Regions from separate parts of the Mus musculus genome. Here region 1 is linked to region 2. A link is a contact called in public HiChIP or PLAC-seq data. All regions are on one chromosome and are shown on one strand. Each heading gives the region's core, a stretch centred on a gene start, on an enhancer-like site or on the middle of the called end of the contact. The rest is flanking DNA. Distances are from core to core; before and after follow the strand shown.

Region 1 (3,552 bases), core at 700-3,199, 160 kb before region 2:
TCTGTCTTAAGGCTTCTATTACTGTGATAAAACACCATGATCAAAAGCAACTTGGGGAGGAAGGGGCTTATTTTAGCTTATGGTTCGGCATCACAGTCCATCACTGAAGGAGTCAGGGCAGGATCTCAAACAGAGCAGGGACCTAAAGCTGATGCAGAGGCTATGGGGGGAGTGCTGCCTACTGGCTTGTTCCTCCTGGTGCATTCAGTTTGTTTTCTTATATATCCCAGGACCACCTGCCCAGGGGTAGCACTGCCCAAAATGGGCTGGTCCTCCCACATCAAAGTTCAATCAAGAAAATGCTCTACGACTCACTGTTAATCCTATAGAGGCAGAGTTTCTTAATTCAGATTTCTTCTTCCCAAATGACCCTACCTTGTGTCAAGTCAAAAGTGAAACTAACCATACAAGGTCTGTGAGTCAGAGATGGGGGCAAAATCGACCCTCAAAAGAATCTAAAGTAAGTCCTCAGAGTGCGTGGGAGTCAGCCGGTGGAAGGGGAGACAGGGATGGAGAGCAGAGAGACAGATGCTCAGGGGAAGTTAGTCCGGAGGAACGTGAAGACTCAGTGCATCCAAGTGTGGTGGAGTGGGGTGAAATTGTGAAGCTGAGGCTGACCATAGGAGCTACAGAGGACAATCTGTGCTTCACCTTAGCACCTTGGGCAGACACGGAAGACTCGAGGCTAGGGAAGTTTGTGAAAGATTTAGAAGCCAAGACGGCGTTTGCTGGGTTCAGCTGAGCATGCTCTAGAAGCTCCTTCTGGGCAGGAAGGAAGAGAGTGTGTTGGGCCAGTTCTCCTTCAAGGAACTTCTTCTTGCTACTGGTCTTCCCTCTTAGGAACCCATAAAGTCGGGCACTGTGGGTAATTATAGGCTTAAAGAGGCCCAGGGCTGGGAGTCTGAAGATATGTGGGGAGTGTGCTGTGGACAGGAGCCAGAGTGCTGGCCTAGCTGCAAGTGAGGGAATGGGACACCCAGACACCCAAGGTCCCCATAACGTGTCCCAGAGCAGGTCCATTTACAGGCATCTAAGGATGGAGCTCAATGTTGCCACAAGCCAGTCACCAATACTCTGGTCCTAGTTTTTTTTTCTCAGGGTTTGTTTCTGTGGTTGCTGAGGTAGGTTCTTGGTACAGTGGATGCTTTCTTTTGGAGTTCTTGGTCTCAGTGGGTTCTGCATGGTGAAGAAAGCTATGTTCTTCCAAGGCAGAAGTGCTTCCCAGGCATTTTGAATAGGCTGCCTGGGGTTTCCTTCTTGTCATGTCCTCTACCTTCTTCACTTAAACCCATTTGAGAAAGACAATCCATGTGGCTTGAAAACTTCATGAACAACGGAGACTAGAGCTGGAAAGATTTGTATTTGAATTCTCCTCTTCCCACCCTCTGTATCTCTCCTGGAAAAAGTTCCTTTTGCTCAGGAAGCCTCAGTTTTCTCATCTCTGCAATGGGATGACAACACCCATTGCAGGTTAGTTGGGAGCACCAGACTTAATGGATAGGTGTTAATACGTAACAGCCATGAAGTCAGTATTTTGACTATGCCATTCCTCCTTACCCTTGTTTTAAAGATGTACAAAGACATACAAAGCCTTCCCAGGGCTACTTCCCACACTCCGTTTATGGGATAGATGATCTTAAAGAAGATGGAAACAAGACCCAGACAGACGGAGGGTCTTGTGAAAGCCGCTCTGGCTAATTAAGCTCTGTTTGTAGTTCTTTGGCAAAGCACAATCATTTGTTAGCTCTAATTAAAAGAAACTATAAAAACAACATAGAACCCAACTGAATGTTTGGAAGACAGAGGGTGGGGGATCAACCCTGTCTCATGAGGTTGGCAGCCTAGCAGTGCAGCAAGGACCCAGCTCATCCATGCTGGTCTGGACCACAGTGCCACAGTGCCACAGTGCCCTGTTCCCCATTCCAGATGAACCATTATCCCGTTAATGGTTTCCTGTGATGTCATCAAACTGCCACTGAGTTTTGCTTTCATTTTCCCCCAGCTTAAGGTTCTGGTAGACACCTCTTTATGAACACAGAATATGTCTCCTTTTTTGTTTCATTTGCTTCAGATAAATTCACAGAAGCAGAGTTGGTGGGTCTTGGGGAAAGGAACACTTTTTGTGGTCCATGATACATATTTTCCAATTTACCTTCCATAAAGGCTCTTGTTTACTTTGCTTCTAGCAAAGCTTATCTGTCTAGAAATTTCCACACCACCTTACGAGCCTTGAGTATTACTGTTTGTTGTTTAGCTTGCTACGTAGGTTGTGATTTCTTTTTAATTTAACTCACTTTCCTTTTTGTTAGTTCAAATGTACACATATATCTGTGCATATGTATCTGTGTCACATGTGTTCCAGTGAGTTCACACTCCGATTGGAATAGTATCGGGTATTTTCTGGGTGGTATTGGTAAGGCAAGTCTTTTGTTACAATGTGCAAAAAGTACCATGGCTATGTGTCTGCAAAAGGCATGTGCACTGTCTGCCCTGCCAGACAGTAATAATTGTCGTCCTAAAGCAGGGCTGCCTCCAAAGCTGAAGTAAACAAATGATTTTACAGCACACAATGGGAGTCCAGACTGACCCTGGTGAATGAAGTTGCTAATACGGCTTCCTGGGATGGATGTCAGCCAAGGGCTTCCCCGGGCGGGCAGGCAACTTAACAGTAGGTCCTGGTGACAGCTGTAAATATGGGACAGATAAGCCAAAGGATGAGGCAGGGGCTGGGCCATGGTGTGTGGGTGTCTGCATTGGGATGTGGGTGTGGAGTGAAGCCTAGAGCAGCCACACACCTCAGGGAAGGGGGCTTGGCATGGCTCAGGCAAGAACACTGAGGGCATCTGAGGTGGGGATGTGTGTTGAGAATTTTTCAAACCCCAGCAGAGACCCAGAACACCTCTGGTGGATCTGACACAGTGTCCAAGTGTTGGGAACAGGCAGACCCAGGTTCCCAACTTGGCTTTGGCTGCTGAGATTAGTGGAAGCTGTCCTTGTGGGCTAAAGGTTAGCTGGGAGCCTGGGCATGTTCTGTTCTCTTTTGCTTTGACCTCACTGGCCTCTCCAGGCCGGAATCCTTGTGCCTTTAGTCTGCCCTGTGCGACTCCCTGCTTGTGCTCAGAAGGCCCCTTCGAAGGCCTTTCTGCCTCTTTCCTCTCAGGCTGACCTTGAGGTGAGCTTCTTGAAGGCTGCTCTGATTCCTGGTAACACAGCTCCTGGAACACGCGTGTATCTGTATTCTGGATAAGCAACAAGGAAAATCTGCTGGTGGCCTCTCTTCTTGTGACATTGAAGGTATCAAGGTATCTGTTATTAGAGAATACACCCCTTGCTTGGACTTAAAAAGGGGGCGCCACAGTACTTTCTCATGCTTGAAGTACTATGCTAACCTCTCCTCCTCCTCCTGGAAGCCTTTCTTGACCTCTCCAGCTGGCAAAGGATTGCTTCCTTTGCCTTCCTCCGTGCCACCTTTCTTACAGATCTTACAGCCCTCGCTTGGTTGGTGCTTGGTCTGTTCTCAGGGTAACTCCCTTCCCAGCTACCCAACTCTAT
Region 2 (3,045 bases), core at 370-2,869:
GGACTGTAATCTGAGCTACTTAGGAGGTTGAGGCAGGAGGTTTGCAATTTTAAGACCGGTTTGGGAAACACAGTGAGTCCATAGCAAAGCCTGGGCTATTCAGAGAGAGCCTGGCTCAGAATCAAAGGAAAAAGATGGGTGGGTGGGTTGATAGCTCAATGGAAAGGTGCTTGCTTGCCTAAGGCCCCGAGTTCAATCTCCAGTACTACCCCAAACAAACACCAAATGAAACAAAAAAAAGTTTAGGGATACTGAGTCCCACAGAACATTATAAAGAAACTGAGAAAATGCTGTGCTTAGGAGCGAGACCAATTCTTTCATAAATTTTCTAAACAAATATTTAAAACCCTAAAGATCTATTGATAAAGATGCTCAATGTAGGATTCATCAAAATTAGCAGTGAGGGCATCATAGACAAAGATCAGGGATCGCTGGTCAGGAAAATCCTGCCAGACTAGAAACCAAGTGGGTAACACAGCTTTGTAGTTTCAACCCATCCACTTGCATGATCCACCACACTGCCCAGACCTGCATATGTCTTACGGGCCAGCTCTCCCCATGGTCACTGTGCAGATGACAATATTGAGAAAGTCCTCATGTGCATGAGCTTATATAGATTGATCGCTTCCTTAGAAGACTTCCATCACAGCTGAAATGGTTCATCGGAAGAACTGTGGGTAGCAGGTGAAAGTCCTTATGGCAGAAGGCCTGGTCTTTAATCCCAGCACTCAGAAGATATCGACAGAGGGTCTTTGTGAGTTCAAGGCTACCTTGCTCTACTTAGTGGGATCCAGGCCAACCAAGGTTACATAGTGAAACCCTGTCCCCAAAACAAAATAAGGACAAAGAGATTTTGCATGCTTAACAATCCCATGGTTTAAACATGAAAGTGTTTCTAGATGGTGTAGGGTCTATTCTTATTTTTTCTCTTGTTTTCAAATTGTATCGAGCTGATCATTAATAACTGCCACCCCCTAAGTAGACAAAATCAATAACAAGACAAACAGTATTCCCCACTGCCCTCCCCACACACATATGAACCAAACACAGACTACCAGTCACCTGAGCTCAATTCTCAGCCAAAAGCAGTACAAAGAAGTCATAAAACCCAAACCAAGTGCCTCTTCTCACGCACCATCCTTCCAGGGAAACAGCCCTTTGATTCATTGCGGAACTACACACATATACCAGCAGATCTAAGTTCCCCTCAAATAAGCCAATATTGATTTTATTATCAGGGAATTATAACATGCATGTAGTTAAGATGTGAGCAGCTTTATTGTCTGCCCTTTGAGGAACAGGCTGGGGTCACACTCATTGACCACCCTGACCCTACTCAGCAGGCCAGGGAGCTTAGACCACTACTGGGAGGTGGGTCTTGGAGTCCCTGGTCTGTGATGTCACATTGGGGATGGCCCCCAATACTGTATTTCTCACTCTTCTCCTGGCTTCATCCAGATACCTCTACCTGCTTCCCGACTCCTTGGCTCTTGGGCAAACCACATTTAGGTTTTTTTTTTTTTTTAACTCTCTCCCTACCTCCTTCTTGCCCCACCCCCAACTTCTTTAGAATTTAGGCCAATGATTGCACAAAAAAACAGGGAACCATGGGGCCCAACACTCATATTGAGCAATAACAAAGAAGATTCATAAAATTAACTGGAAGCCACGTCCCAGGGCAGTTTCCTACTTATGGGACTCATGTGATTTTGGGATAAATCACTAATTTCTGTGCATGCGTGTGTGTGTGTGTGTGTGTGTGTGTGTGTGTGTGTGAATGGAAGCCAGGATATCGTATATGCTAGGAAATCCTTCAGCCACTGAGCTGATGTTTTTTCTTTGGAGCATGAGCATAGCACAGGTTCAAGATCATAAAGACTGGGTTGGAACCCCCACAACCATTCAAAAGCCAAGTGAGCTTACAGCGATGTTGTTTCATTCATTTGTCTGCACAATGGGTCTAATCTTCCTTTCTTCTGTGAATAGTAGTAAGGTCATTGCACCAATGCACTTTAAAGACACCAGGATGTTAAGAACATGCCAAGGACAGTTCAAGCCCAGGGACTGTCAGTTGATCAGTGAGATTGAAAAGATCCATGCCTTTACTTAATTATTTTACAAACAGGAAACGTACATAGTCTTCATCAAGTGCCGCCAAGTCTCCTGAGTTCTACCCACATGGTGAAAGAGATGTAACTACCGTCTCCAGTTTATAGTGAGGAAACTACAGGGAGTAGAGGTAACTTGTCCCAGGTCATCCAAATAGCAAGGCCAAGATTCTGGACTCAGGAAATACAGTTCTAGAGTCCACACTCCTCACCATTACACAGCAACATTTCTCTGCTTGTGAGGTTTCACACTGCAAAGAAGAAAGTGTGAGAGCTAAGATAGATTAGGCGTGACTCTAAGATCTGCCTCTTTATTGTGTGGTCTTGGGGTGGTTCATGAATCTCTGAGCCCTGATGTCTTTATCTATAACATGGGAATAAAATAACACCCGTGTCATGCTGTTCCACAGAGATTCAATTGAGGCTTGCTGCTGTCTTCAGGGATGTGGTGAATTTCACGGGGGATGTGAGTTAAAATTTGTACGCCAGGTTCTACTGAAGCCAAGCCCCAGCCACTTTGTTTTTGGTTCATTTCAGACTTCCTCAACTCCAGTTGTCTTTTTTTTTTTTTTTTTTTTTGAGTGACAGCCAGTAATGACACATCTTCCCAAGTGGGGAGAGCTCTGCACACACCCTTTCTGACACTGGGGTACTTGCCTTATGGATAGGGGTCTGCAGGTTCCTCTTCACACACCTGGGTTGATTCGAAGCTTCGTTTCTCAGTCCCAAGGCGTTAGTTCTCAGCCTCGCCTTTCCGTTGGGCTCCAAACGGCCAATGTGATCCCATACTTTTCTGCCTGTTTCCCAAACCTTGCCAGCTAATTTTAGGGTTGAAGGACAGCTCTGATGAGCCTCCTGCCCACGTGGGGTTAAAGTTACCAGTGGCCTCTGCTTCTGGTCAGACCCGCTGGGAACAGCAGCAATCACTTCCCGAAGC

The links. HiChIP or PLAC-seq counts read pairs in DNA pulled down with a chosen protein or histone mark.
Region 1: an H3K4me3 HiChIP or PLAC-seq map of bone marrow-derived macrophages shows a contact between it and region 2, with 4 times the contacts expected there. The contact joins two enhancer-like sites. A contact is called at or near these places in 1 of 39 promoter capture datasets (liver), 2 of 484 Hi-C or Micro-C datasets (bone marrow-derived macrophages and embryonic stem cells), 2 of 115 datasets of contacts at active chromatin or transcription factors (bone marrow-derived macrophages and microglia) and 2 of 9 other capture datasets (adipose tissue and liver).

Annotation. Positions count from the first base shown.
Region 1 is chr2:160,333,653-160,337,204 of GRCm38.p6, reverse strand. It overlaps Gm46773 and a transcript of Gm826 not described here. Among named protein-coding and RNA genes, the nearest start is that of Gm826, 7.9 kb to the right of the region's middle. Within about 2 kb of position 1,949, at least 34 of the 459 cell types and tissues checked have an H3K27ac peak or open chromatin away from gene starts, as enhancers often do. A contact at or near this core is called in bone marrow-derived macrophages, where this site is marked.
Region 2 is chr2:160,174,860-160,177,904 of GRCm38.p6, reverse strand. No RefSeq gene overlaps it. Among named protein-coding and RNA genes, the nearest start is that of Gm34741, 6.7 kb to the right of the region's middle. Within about 2 kb of position 1,619, at least 4 of the 459 cell types and tissues checked have an H3K27ac peak or open chromatin away from gene starts, as enhancers often do. A contact at or near this core is called in bone marrow-derived macrophages, where this site is marked.